Regions from separate parts of the Sus scrofa genome. Here region 1 is linked to region 2. Evidence: chromatin contacts called from public promoter capture Hi-C data. All regions are on one chromosome and are shown on one strand. Each heading gives the region's core, a stretch centred on a gene start, on an enhancer-like site or on the middle of the called end of the contact. The rest is flanking DNA. Distances are from core to core; before and after follow the strand shown. Region 1 holds the start of TCF3 (transcription factor E2-alpha). Region 2 holds the start of CRB3 (protein crumbs homolog 3).

Region 1 (6,576 bases), core at 2,784-5,283, 4.2 Mb before region 2:
TTTGTTTACTTTATACAAACCTGCCCCAAGGAAGCTTCCCTTTAAATTCTTCTGTTTTGATTAAAAACAAGTTGTTTTAAAAAACAAGCGAATTCAGTTTCTCTGGGGCAGATAGGAAGAAACAACCAGGCAGGGTTGGAGGAAGAGATGGGAGCTGTGACAGGGGCTGCCTCTGGGCCTGAGGCTCGCCTAGGCCTCTGTCCTTACAAGCACGAAGAGGGAGAACAAAAATCCAGTTCTGGGCTTACTGGGAGGAGAGCCACCAGGCACCCCATCCGTGCAGCCTTGGTTTCCTCATCTGTGAAATGGATTGCTGGTTCTGAGCCGGGGAGGGGGGGGAGTATGGACCCTCCAGACACAAGGGGGAGGTGGACAAGTGGTAGGGGCTGCTGGGTGGCAGGGGCCAAGGGGCCAGGTCTCTAGGTCTGAACCTGCACCCCCCCCCAGACCCCCAAGCCAGTCTGTTCCAGCCCAATAGTCTGTGACTTGTCAGTTTAACAAAAAAAACAACTGAGCAGCACCCCTGGTTACTCAGCTGGGGAGGCAAAAATAAAATGGGGCTTAAAAATACCGGCATGGCCCTTCCGGAGCCGCGGCCGCTGTCCCGTGGGCTGTGTTTTTCCGCAGAGTGGCTGATGTCGTTTCAGTTTGGGGACTTTTGTTTTCGATAGAACTCAGTGGCCTGGGCCTCGTACTGGCAGAGGATTAAATTCAGACCGAAAGCATCCTCCCCAACCTGTTTCAAACCAAAATGGTGCTCGCTGGGGGAAGGGTGGGGGCAGGATTCAGGAAGCCTACACACAATTCCCAGATGTGCGAGGAGATGGCACCTATGACAGGTGGTCCACCATACAGGCAGGCAAACCTAGGTCCCCAGTCCTCCAAGGTATGCACCACTCCCACTCTCCCTGGGCCTGTCTGACCTCTGGAAGCTGGCACCCTCTCTGAACCTCCATCAGCCTGGTTGGGGGAAGGGGCTATGTTGAGTGGAGCACACTGCCCAGGAAGTGTAAGGACACCCCCCCCCAACCCCCGCAGAGCCAGCACTGCCCACAGATTCCCGTGCAATGCTCTCAAGGTCTCCTCCCATCACCTGCACCTGAACTGCTGGTGACCCACCATTCTGGCTCCCATGTGACTAAATGACTGAAGAATTACAGATCCACTGCTATCTGTGTCCTCTCCCCACTAACAGAAGGTCCCTTCATGTGGGTCACTGAGGCGCTGGGCACCCCTGTTCTTTGCATCCACAAGGGAGTGAATAACTCTGATCACACCACTGTATAGGTCAAAAACCAAGGTCACTGTGTGCCCAGGGCCAAGCTAGGACCTCAGGGACAAACCCCACCAAGGAGGAGCTAGAGGCCCTGGGCAGACCCCTCCCTCACTCTGGACCTGTTTCTCCCTCTGTAAAAGGGCAGGTTGGACTCAGTCTGTGCTGGGCAAAGAGCTGTGTGACAGGTTCCTCTGGACACTGCTCCCTGCCATGAGGGGTGCCAGTCCATCCTTTGGCATGCACCCCAACTTCCCCAGCCCCACCTGGGGCCCTTTCACCCAAACAAGTTTGAGGTCCAAATGCTGGGGGTGTTTTTGGCAGATGCTTTTTTCCTGGGGAGCCTGTAGGGCGCCGTGCATAAGGGGGGGGAAGGGAGGGTGGGACCACTCACCATGCTGAAGTCCAGGAGGTCACTGAGCTCCTTGTCCGTGCCCACGGGCGCCATCCTCTGCGGCTGGTTCATTCTCCAGCAGCAACGGGGGCCCGATGGCCAAGGGCCAGGAGGGGCTCCTCAGGCCTAGAGACAGCCCTGTGTGGTGACCCACGGCGGGTGCAGGGGCAGGAGAAGAGAAGAGGTATGAGTGCCGAAGGCTGAGGCGGACCGATGGGAGTGGAGGAGCTAAGAGCCCCTCTAGCTGCTCTGAGGCTCTGGGTCTTCCCACGCCGAGTCCCTTCCAGACCCTGGGGGTGGGGGCAAGGCGGCCAGGATTCGGGGATTTGGGCCCCTTGAGACCCCTCCCCAGAGCCCTCGGGGAATTTGAACAATGGGTGGGGGAGCGCACAGAGTTCAGATTCCCGAAACTCCCTCAGCGACCACCAGGGAATCAAGTTGCAAATTTTAAACTGGATGCGGGGCGGAGTGGTCCCTTCCCAGCTCGGGCAGAACCCGCCCCTCTTCCCCGCCACTTCTCTCATTTCCAACCACCCCCAGGCTTCCCACTGGCCCCGCCCCTGGGAAGGGGGAGGGGCGACCCCAGCCCCGCCCCAAGGGAAATTTGGTGACTCCCCCCCACCCGGCAGCTGTCAGTGCACGTTGAAGACCCAGGCACCCCCAAATTCAAGGGGAATTAAATCCACAAGTAGGACGGCAGGCAAATCCCCCTTCCCGCTCCAGGGCTAAAGGAGGGGTCCGCCCAACACAAGGACCTACCCTCACAGCTTCCCTCCACACTTCGCCTCCTCCTCCCACAAAAAACAACTGAACTCTGAAAGAAGAAAAGCCACCCTAGGTTGTTTTATTGTCACCATGTATCCGGGAATTATTTTTAAGCAACTTTAAAAACATTCCTTGCCTCCCGGCCCTGGAAGGGGGGGGGGGAGTTGTCCTAATACCAGGGTTTCCCCAACAGGGTCCCCAGGGCTCCTTTCTAGAACGGGGTGGGGGATCCACCTGCCAAGCCCCGTCCCACACCCCGATGAGGGTCTCCGTCCCACAGTCAGACAGCGAAGTCCCTCCAGCTTCTCTCCCCGGGGACCCAGAAGGGGGCGGGAGCGGCAAGCAGAAACCGAGGGGTTAGAGGGGGTTCCGAGGTTGAGGAAGACCCGACATCAGAAAAGGAGAAACCCCCGCTTTGTTTGCCAACTGGAGACGGGTGTGAAACGGATGCCCCAGAGCACCCCCTCCTCCGCGAAGCTTTTTCTTCTTTGGAGGGCGTGTGAAACTGACTTTTTTGAGGAGTACGAAACCGCACTTTTTTGTGGGGTAGCTGAAACCGATTTTAAGGCAGACCTGGGGTGGGGGAGACTGAAACAGGCTTTTCAAGGAGATCCGAGACACTTCTGGGGTATCACAAGGACTTTTGGAGACTCGAAGCGAACTCAAAAGATGTACGAAACCACTTTGGGAGAAAGAGGGGCAAGGAACTTCTCGCTCTGGGGGGAGGGGTGGGAGGAGGCCCGGGAAACCAACCCCCACCCTACCCCCCCCCAGCAGCCGGTGCGGGCGGCGCGGCCCGGGAGCCCTTTGAAGCTCGCGGCGCTGCCGCCGCCACTGCGCTGCTCGCCCCGAAGCAGCCGCCGCCCGTGCCCGCGTACCGCGGAGCAGATGCGGCCCCCGGCCAGGATTTCGGCCCCCGCCTGCAGTGGCGCGGCGCACCTTCCCCGCAGACAAAAGGACGCTCCTTCTCCCTCTCTCGCTCCCCTCCAAACTCCGGCGCCGGCCGGGCCCCCGGGGGAGGGGGCGCCCGCGGGCCCCGCGCCGCTACCCCGCCGCGAAGTTGGGCAGCCCAGCGGCGCCCCCCGCGCCCCCGCCCGGCTCCGCAAACTTTCCTCAAGTGCCGACTGGCGGGGGCGCGCGGGCCCGAGCGCGCCCTCCACGTCGCCTGCCCCCTCCGGCGCGCAAAGTTGGAGAACAATGACTTCGGCCGCGCCGCCCCCCGCCCGGCCAGCCACTGCTCGGAGTCTCCGCACCCCAGAGCGGCCCAGCCCGCCAGGCACCGAGCGGCGGAGGGTCCCGGCGCGCTCACCTGCTCGGCGCGGCCCGGCCCGCAGCGCGCGGGGGGCGGCGACATGAACGGCCCCCCCGGACAAAGGGGCGTCGCGGCCCCGAGGGGCGCGCGTGGGCGGTGGCGCGTAGCCCGGCTCCCCGCGTATCCGCTCGGCGGACCGTCCGCGGTCCGGGCACTGGCGGAGGCGACGCGAACGGAGGCCGCGGTGCCCGCCGGCCGTGTCGCTGGGCTCGGTCCGGCCCGCTACGCCCGCGGCCGCCGCCGCTGCCTCATCTTCCTGCGGCGGGAGACATGTTCCGCCCCCAACCCGCGCCCCGCCCCCTACAGGCCCCGCCCCTCATCAGCTCCGCCCCGCGTCCGCCCGCGGATCCCTCCGCCGCGGTTTGCACGCCGCCCACTGCCACACGTCCGCCCCACGCTCCCGCCGAACGCGGCAGCGGGCCCGCGGAGCCCAGCGCCTGGAGCGGGCGATCCGAAGAATCGTGGGCCAACGGCATGAGGTGGGGGCAGGGACTATCTTCCAGAGCGGAGGCGCACGTGGATTGGCCGCATAGCCGTGACGCAAGCGGGAAGGACCGAGCGATGGAAAGAGAAGGCCGAGCGGACGAGGCCAATTGGAAGGTGCGAAAGCCTGATTGGCGGGGATGCCGGCCGTTCGCAACCAGGCTCCGCCCCGCCCCGCCCTCCCCTCTGCGCGTCCGGGTAAAGAAGGAGGCGGGACTCTCCGAGCGAGAGGCCGCGAGAAGCGATGGGGGAGGTGGGGCTTGGAGTTTTATTCTCAGGTGTGCATGGCCGGCCGCACGGCCTTTTGGGCTTGGTCGTGTCTGAGTTCCTAGGTCTGGCCCCTGCTGCTGGGTCTTGCGAGCGGGCATTCCAGACTTGGAAGGAATAAATCAGACCTATTTTCCCGTGGGGTCACTGATGCAGCTCTGTTTCAGGGTCAGAAATTCCCCCCGTGGAACCCACTCTGTGCCTCTGACTTGCTGGTTGCCTTTGTCTGCCTGAGACTCAGTTTATTCGTCGATAAAATGGGATCTTGGCCTGAGTTTGGACAAGGACTTAAGACCTTCTGACTCTCACTGGTCTGTGAGAGTCACTTAGATCCCCAGTTCCCTCCCACGTCCAGAGGCTCTTCAGCTTTTGAAAACCACAGACCCTACAGGATGGAAATAATTTTTTTTTCTTTTTGCCTTTTCTAGGGCCGCTCCCATGGCATATGGAGGTTCCCAGGCTAGGGGTCTAATCAGAGCTGTAGCCGCTAGCCTGCGCCACAGCCACAGTAATGCAGGATCCAAGCTGAGTCTGTGACCTACACCACAGCTCACCGCAACGCCGGATCCTTAACCCACTGAGCAAGGCCAGGGATCGAACCCGCAACCTCGGATTTGTTTCCGCTGCACCACAACGGGAACTCCTGGAAATAATTATTATAAATGAAAATAACACACTCTGTCATGGCCCCCTGTGTCCGCAGAGAGAAAGCTACACTCCCCTCCAGGCCAGGGATGGGCTCTTGACACAGCAGCCTCCTCCTTGCTCTTCTAGAATCTGCCTGGCTCATTCCTACCTGGGAGCAAAGGCTCTTCCATCCCTTCTGGAGCCTTGAGCCAGTTCAGTTCAGTGCTGCCCTCAATCCAGGGAACAGGACTGAAAGGAAGGAAGGAAAGTGGGGATCCTGGGGGGAATGGAAGTAGAGAAGGCCCCAGGGGCAATTGGGGAGCTCAGGAGGAGCCTAATAAAGCCCCCTCCTGCCACGCCCAAACTGGGCTGACCCTCACCCTGACCCCTCCAGGGCCAGAGTGCTCCCACGTGGGACAGGTCTGGGGAGGGGAGTGAGGTTCTTGGGGTCTGGGTTCAAATCTGGCATCCCTCCCTACACCACTGGGACTTTGGGCAAGTACTTCCCACTGTCTGGGCCTCAGTTTCCCCATAAGGAAAATGGAAGGATGAAGTGAGGGATGTGTGTTCTTATCCTGTGGCCTCTTCCCCACTGGCAGACCTGGGCATCTGGTGGGAGGCCCCCTCGGCCCCTACCTTTCCCTGTGGACCAACCCTGACCTCGCAGGTCGGTGGCCTGCTCTGGCTTTCCCCTAGCCTGGGGGTTTCTTGGGGACCAGGCTGAGGCAGAGGTCCCTCAGGGTCCCCAGCCTCACTCAGGGTAGGTCAGCACCCCTTCCCCCTCCAATGCTAAGGGTATAACCCATATAGAGCTGGGGCCAGTGTTTCTGGAATTACACATCCACTGAAGGGGAGAAATGATCTGTTCATGGGCCATGCAATCATTGACCACCGACTGTGTGCCAGGCTTGGTGCCGGGCATTAGAGCACAGTGGTGACTGTGACCTGTCCAGCCCCTACCCCTTGGGCCAAGATGAGCCATCAGAGGAACCCCCCTTTTGTCCCAAACGTGTTCTTTCCATCCACATGTTTGGCTCTCAGGTCCTCACGCCTGAGTGATTAAACCCATTGTACAGATGAGGAAACTAAGGTTCCAAAAGCTCCTCTCTGGGGCCCAGTCCACCCTGGGGCTCCTCACACCTGCCAGGAGGCCCTCCTGGCACCCACAAGCCACTATTGTCTTCTCTGGGGAGGCCCAGCATGGAGCTGAGTCACTGGGAGGAGCAGCCTGTGGGGGCCCCCACTCAGCCACAACCTCTGCCCAGCCCCAAGGCCCGGGTGCACCCCACAGGGCCCTGGCACAGGGACAGGCGGCCAGGGGCCCCTTGAGGGCGGCCCACAGACCGCTTGCCCGCCCCCGCCCATCTGACTGTGGCCTTTGTTCTCTGCTGGGTGCCCGCCACTGGGCCAGGCAGGCAGGAGCCCGCTGGAGACCTGCCTCCCCTCCTGCTCCCC
Region 2 (6,085 bases), core at 303-2,802:
GTAGCTGGGGATGAAGACCTTATAGCCGAGCGATGGAGGCGGGGCACCGGTCTGTCGCGCTCGCTGCACCTGCCGAATGTCCCTCCCACTAGTTTCGGGCGCAGTTTCTCGATTCACCATTAGGGGGAGGGGCGCCCAGACCTTTTGAAGGCGAATAATTACAACAATAGCTAACACTGATTCAGTGCGTTGCACAAGCCAGGCCTTTTACTCACTTCTCGAGTCGTCTTCGTCAAATCCCTATAAAGTAGGTGGGTCTGTTTTTCCCAGTACACAGATAAAGAAACAGGAGGGTAAGCCAGTCGCCCCAGTCCACATGATCAGTAAGGGGCAAGGCAGAGCTTTAAGCCGACCTGAGATTTTTACCCATCAATACTCTGTATCCTAGAAGGGATTAATTTTTCCTTAACCATCACTCTTCACTCCAGAGTCCCTAGAAGGGGGTCGTCTTATCACCACCCTTCTTTATCCCAAGATATATGGCCAGTGAGGGTACATATGGTTCCACTAAGCTTCTGCCCAGACAGGTGTGCTCAAACAGGTGTGTCCAAGACAAGCCTTTTATAGAGAGTCCCCTCAGAGATGTTTTTATTCACAGGTGGTTCTTGGAAGGTGCCCTACAATCCGGGGGATACTGATATTTTCCCACGAAGATGCCCTAAACAAGTGTTTTCTCACAGGTACATCCCTGACAGGTAGACGTTAATGCACACGCCCCCCCCACCTTGTGCTTCAGTGAGTGTTCCTCATGCAGACATTCTCAGCTCTTCATCTCAGTCGAGCTCAGTTTTACCCAGCTTCCCCTCATGCAAGTCTCTTTCCTTCACCTCACAGGTATGTTTCTCAACAGGTGTTACACCACCCAGGTATGCATTATATGGCCTACCCTACCACTGATGTGTTCTGTTTAAGTATTCACCCATATGGGGCTTTCCATTGATCTGGGTCCCCTGAAGGTGTACTTAAATGCAGGTGTGTCTCATACAGGTGTCTCTAACATCTTTTCACACAGAAATTTCTCATGCAAGTCTTGTTCATTTCATAGGTGAGCCACCCAGAGGTGTTCTCCAAGCAGATGTAACCGGTGCCAAAGTGCCTCAGCCAGGTGTTTGTTATAATGCAAGTGTGTTCTATACAGCTATTTTCCACACAGCTATGCTTCCATTCAGCTATACTCCAAATAGATAGGATTCAAAGCAGAAGTCTCCAATAGACATTCTTACACATCCGTGCAGATGTTTTCTATACACGTTCACTCCCATGCAGGTGTGTCCCACACAGGTGTTTTTTTCATTAGAGGCCCCCTATCCCGGTCTGTCCCAGACAGGAGTGTCTCCAAGTCTCAGGTGTCTCCACATCTGGATGCTTCTACAGAGGTGCCCTCAGTGCAGGTGGTGGGAGGCCTCTTTTGCACCTGCGCCCTTCCGCCCCTAGTTACTCCCTCCGAATAATAGGATTGGGTTCCCGTTACAGGTGCGTCCGTGGCGCGGCCCCGCCCCTGCTTGGCTCCGCCCTCTCATCTAGGCTCAGGTGCATAAGCCGGAAGTGCGCTCCCCTCCCAGGTAAGTGACTAAACTTTCCGGGTCACGTGAGCGGGCGGAGCTGGAAGAGTCCGACCGAGCACTGACCGACGCACTGAGGGTTCGAGAGAGGGACCGGGACCAGGAACTTGAGTGAGGTTGAAGACGCTCGGGCCAGGTAGGGAGGCAAGTCGCTAGGCTTGGCCTGCCGCCCTTTCCCCCTTTCCTCTCCCCTTTTCCCAGCCCCTGGAACGCGCCGCCGCGAGTTAATCTTTAATCTCTGACCTCTGGCGACGGGGGCGGGGCGGGGCTCCCGGGTGCACGGCGCGGGTCGCCCCTCCCATGGGCCTGCGCCCGGGTCTGGCCCCCTCCCCCACGCCCCGGCCTTTCTCCTTCTTTTGCTCCCAGGTGAGGGGTCGAAGGTATCCCCGGCCGGAGATGCGGTAGGAGTGGTGTGCGCGACAAGCCCCGTCCCTGGTGCCACCAGCTCGTTGCCCGGCCCATGGCGAGCCCCGGTCTGGGGCTGCTCCTGGCGCTCGGCCTGCCGCTGCTGCTGGCCCGCTGGGGCCGGGTCTGGGGGCAAAGTAGGTACCAGCTGGGGTTGCTGGGCTCTGGGGTTAGAAGCGCTGGGTTCCTGGGTCCCTGAGATGTCAGGAACCCAGGAGCTGACACAGAATGCCTTGGGGGGCAGGATTCTACAGGGTCAGGGCTGAGGGGTTAGAATTTCTGAGTTCTTCCTTGGATGGTTAGAGCTGGCCTAGGAGAATTCCTGAGTTGGGCGGAATGGTGAGCTGGGGGAAGAGGCCTGCATGCCTGAGTCTCAGTATGGTTGAAGAGTTTGGGGGACTTGGGAGTCAGGAGGAGGCCTGCCTGGGGCTCCAAGCCCAGGTTGACCATAGGTGTGGACCCTGCCTTTCAGTGAGCCCTCTAGTCCAGTTTCGGGAGCCTTGGGGGAGGTGTGAGTCAGACACTCCAGGGAAAGGCAGGATCCGCCCAGATCCTTAAGGGCAGAGGGAGGGCCGGAGAGGTGGGGTTGGGCTTCCGGACACCATCCATTACAATAGCCCCCAACTCCATGCTAACTGCAAACTTGTTAGCTGATTACTTACTGCTGGTTTGGGGGTGGCCCCTGTGTGGAGGGTACTGACCTAATGGAAGACGCAGAAGTGCAGAGGTCTGATGAGGGGATGCCCAAGGAAGATGCAGACGTCTCAAGATGGAAAGGGTAGATGGAGATTCATTCATCTTCTCTACCCTTTCTCCTCCCTCCCTTCCCACAGCATCAGTCTCCCCTGCAAATGCAAGCAGCTCCTTTACACCCTCCGCCGCCGGCTCTGGCTCCAGTGGGGGCCTGGTGAGTTGGGGTGTACGTGCAGAAGGGCGGCAGGGATGTGTTATTCAGGAGTCCCTCTCTAGCAGGTGGAGGGGCCTAGACTCCCGGAGGTAGCTGGTTAAGTTTTTGTGGAGGAGGGCATTGGAGGACCCTAAGTGGGAGAGACCAGATTCCAGCATGGCAAATGGAGAGGCCAAGAATCCCAGGAAGGGGTGGACAGGAATACCGTACACGGGGACTTCCCACTCTGGCATAGCGGGTTAAGGATCCAACTGCAGCAGCTTGGGTCACTGCTGAGGCCTGGGTTCAATCCCTGGCCCAGTGCAGTGGGTTAAGGATTGGATGTTGCTGCAGCTGTGGCTTGTATTGGATCCCTAGCCCAGGAATTTCAATGTACCTCGGGTGCAGCCATTAAAAAAAAGAGAGAATATCATACATAGCAAGAGTGGGGAGTCAGGAGCCTCATATGCCTCTCATGCAGGGGGTAGGGGGGAGCTAGGAACTAGATGTGGCAGGTGCTTCGGGTGGACCCCAGACATGGCAGATGGGGGAGTCCAGGACCAGATGTGATTGATGGAGATCAGGAATCCTGATAGAGGAACCCCATCAGCAAAAGTGGCAGGTGTGGGGGGAAGGGATTAGGGTTCCCCAGCTGATTCTCAGGTGGGGGTGGACAGGAGACCCAGGTTCAGGTGGGTCACACCTCTCCCCTCTCCCACAGTCTCAGGAGGCCATCACTGCCATCATTGTGGTCTTCTCCCTCCTGGCCGCCCTGCTCCTGGCTGTGGGCCTGGCACTACTGGTGCGGAAGCTTCGGGAAAAGCGGCAGACAGAGGGCACCTACCGGCCCAGCAGTGAGGAGCAGGTGGGTGCCCGAGCTCCACCACCCCCCAACCTCAAGCTGCCGCCTGAGGAGCGGCTCATCTGAACCCTGGGGCTGGCCGCAGCCACCACCACTACCCAGGACTGCCCGGCACTTGCTCACATATGGCAGCCGCCACTGAGACACCAGCCTCTGATGGTTCAGGAGGACCTGGGGGGCCAAGGGGTGCCTGCTGGGCGGGCTCTTCGAAGCATGCCACCTCTGCTTGTCTCTGCCCGCTGTTGGGGTGCCAGGGCTGGGGACCCGCCTCCCCGCTTGCTGCACCACCTTGGCTCAGCCATCTGTCCCCTTGCCACAAAAGCCCAACAACTCCCATCTCCTTTCCTTTCAGTTCTCCCACGCAGCTGAGGCCCGGGCTCCCCAGGACTCCAAGGAGACGGTGCGGGGCTGCCTGCCCATCTAGGTCCCTTTCCTCTATCCATCACCCTTCCTGGCTGTGTTACCTTGGGGGAAGGCAGAGTCCTTTCTGGGCAATCAAACCCGGCCAGGGCTTAAGAATAGAAGGGAAGAAGGTGCTTCAAAGACTCTGCCCTTGAAGGCAAGGGAGAGTGAGGTGGCTTACTTTTTATATATCTCTCTATGTATAATGGGGAGTGCGATATATATAATTAAACCTTTGGAGGGCTGGTGGGGACAGGTATTAGCCTAGGTGAAGGAGACACGTGCAGGGTGCAGAGGCTGTTGAGAGATGAATTGTAAGGTCTGGAGGAACTTAGGGGCTGGGAGGGCTTCCTGGAAGGGAGGAGGGGCTTTTAGCTGCACCCAAGAGTCAGCTGGAGGCTGCCTCAGCAGGAAAGGTGTGTGTGTGTGGGGGGGCGGTTTCTGAGCAGAAAGAAGGCTCCCAGATAAACCCACCAGGAAAAACCAGCTTTGGGATCTTGGCGGCTTTATTGAGGGGCTGGATTCTCCTCCAGACCCTGATCCTTAAGCTTCAAAACACTTTTTAAGCTCAGAGACTCTGGGCCGGCTCCTGGTTGCAGGCTCTTGCCAAGTGCTAGCAGGGCGTCCGGGGCCTCCCAGCTCCTTGGGGGGCTGGAGGTGAGTGTGCTCCACTTGCAGGACCTCAGAAGGCTGGGCTCTGGGATTCTCTGGGGAACCAGGATCCGAGGAAGAATCAAGGGGTTGGGATGTCCAGGTCGTATCTGAGTTGGGCTTGGTGGGGACCGGACGTTGAGGGCTTTCTGGAGGGTGGGGCTGGGTGGAGAGCTGGGAGCTGGGGTTCTCCTGGGCTATGGGGTCTTCGCTTGCCTTGTGGGGAGGGGAGAGGTGGAGGGTTAGAGACTGGGGCTCTGTGAGGGAGGATACGGAGTCCCCTTTGCTGCTGGGGTCTGCAGAAGCTGTTGAAGGCCCTGATGGAGAAGCGATTTCTCCGCTGGCCTCTGGGGGCAGCTGGGAAATGGGGTGTTCTGAGGAGGTCCCGGCATCCAAAAGCTGGGGGGTGTGCAGAGATGGCGGGCTGACAGGCAGGGACAAGGGCCGGGGCTCTGGTGGTGTCTCGTCATCTGCTTGCCATCTTGGTCTTCCTGATAGGTCAGGCTGGGTCGGGGTGGGGAGAGAAGTTGCCGTCCTGGAGGTGGAGGAGAGGCTGGCAAGGTGGATGGGCAAATGGAGAAGGACAAGGGGGCTCTCACCAGGCTGAAGCAGCTGTCCGGGTCCCCTCTGTGGCAGCAATCTAAACTCTGGCTGGGCCGCAGGCTGCTGGTCCTTGTGGCTCTGGTGCTCAGACTGTCCAGAATCTCGCTCAGCAAATCCAGTTCTTCTCCAGAGCCCAGAAAGCTGCCGTCCAGAGCTTCCTCTGCCCATGGTTCCTGGGCATCCCCAGGACTCAGAGGGGGTGTCCTGGGTGAGGATGGGTGGCCTCAGATATCTGCCCAAGACTGGCTACTCTGAAGGGTCTGGAGTTTGGGGACCAACTTCCTCATCAGTCCTGGACCCCCATTTCCAACACTGCCTCCTCCCCTTGCTTTGGAGCCTTACCCCTCCCCGAGGGATTCAGAAGGTCTCTCTTCCAGCCGGAGTCTCCTGCTGGGCCGAAGGGGCCGGTTCTGCAAAGGACAGATTTGGGCGGTGGGGGTGGGGCCTCAGGATTGGGGGTTGTGTGAAAGGAGGGTGAATGGGTGAAGTGGGCACCCCATTTTGGGGTAGACGAGATGTCTGGATGGAGATGGGGGATGGAGGAGGACCTGGTGATAGTTCCAGGTGTGTGCATTGGTGATGGGGGCAGGGGCTTCTCACCTGTCCAAAGTGCTGGGTGATGGGCAGCCGCTGCTGCAGGCGATCTGATCGGCTGGTGAGGGAAGGGGTCCTCAGGGAGCCCCCCCTCTGCAGGCCAGAGTCCCCATCCTAGGA

Evidence for each region. Promoter capture Hi-C pulls out the DNA fragments that hold promoters and counts their contacts.
Region 1: a contact with region 2 is called in a promoter capture Hi-C map of liver, with 15 times the contacts expected there. The contact joins the promoter of TCF3 here to the promoter of CRB3 in region 2. A contact is called at or near these places in 1 of 5 promoter capture datasets (liver) and 1 of 47 Hi-C or Micro-C datasets (blood).

What each region holds. Positions count from the first base shown.
Region 1 is chr2:76,856,536-76,863,111 of Sscrofa11.1, reverse strand. TCF3 (transcription factor E2-alpha) reads right to left here and starts at 4,033. Exons shown (of 21, transcript XM_021084225.1): 1 at 3,742-4,033; 2 at 1,668-1,805. The coding sequence starts at 1,739.
Region 2 is chr2:72,618,733-72,624,817 of Sscrofa11.1, reverse strand. It overlaps CRB3 (protein crumbs homolog 3), which reads left to right and starts at 1,552. Exons shown (of 5, transcript XM_003123115.4): 1 at 1,552-1,698; 2 at 1,929-2,104; 3 at 2,801-2,874; 4 at 3,575-3,718; 5 at 4,068-6,085. The coding sequence starts at 2,023. The coding sequence ends at 4,139. DENND1C (DENN domain-containing protein 1C) reads right to left here. Exons shown (of 23, transcript XM_003480816.4): 20 at 5,972-6,079; 21 at 5,714-5,781; 22 at 5,368-5,575; 23 at 4,606-5,272. The coding sequence ends at 4,661.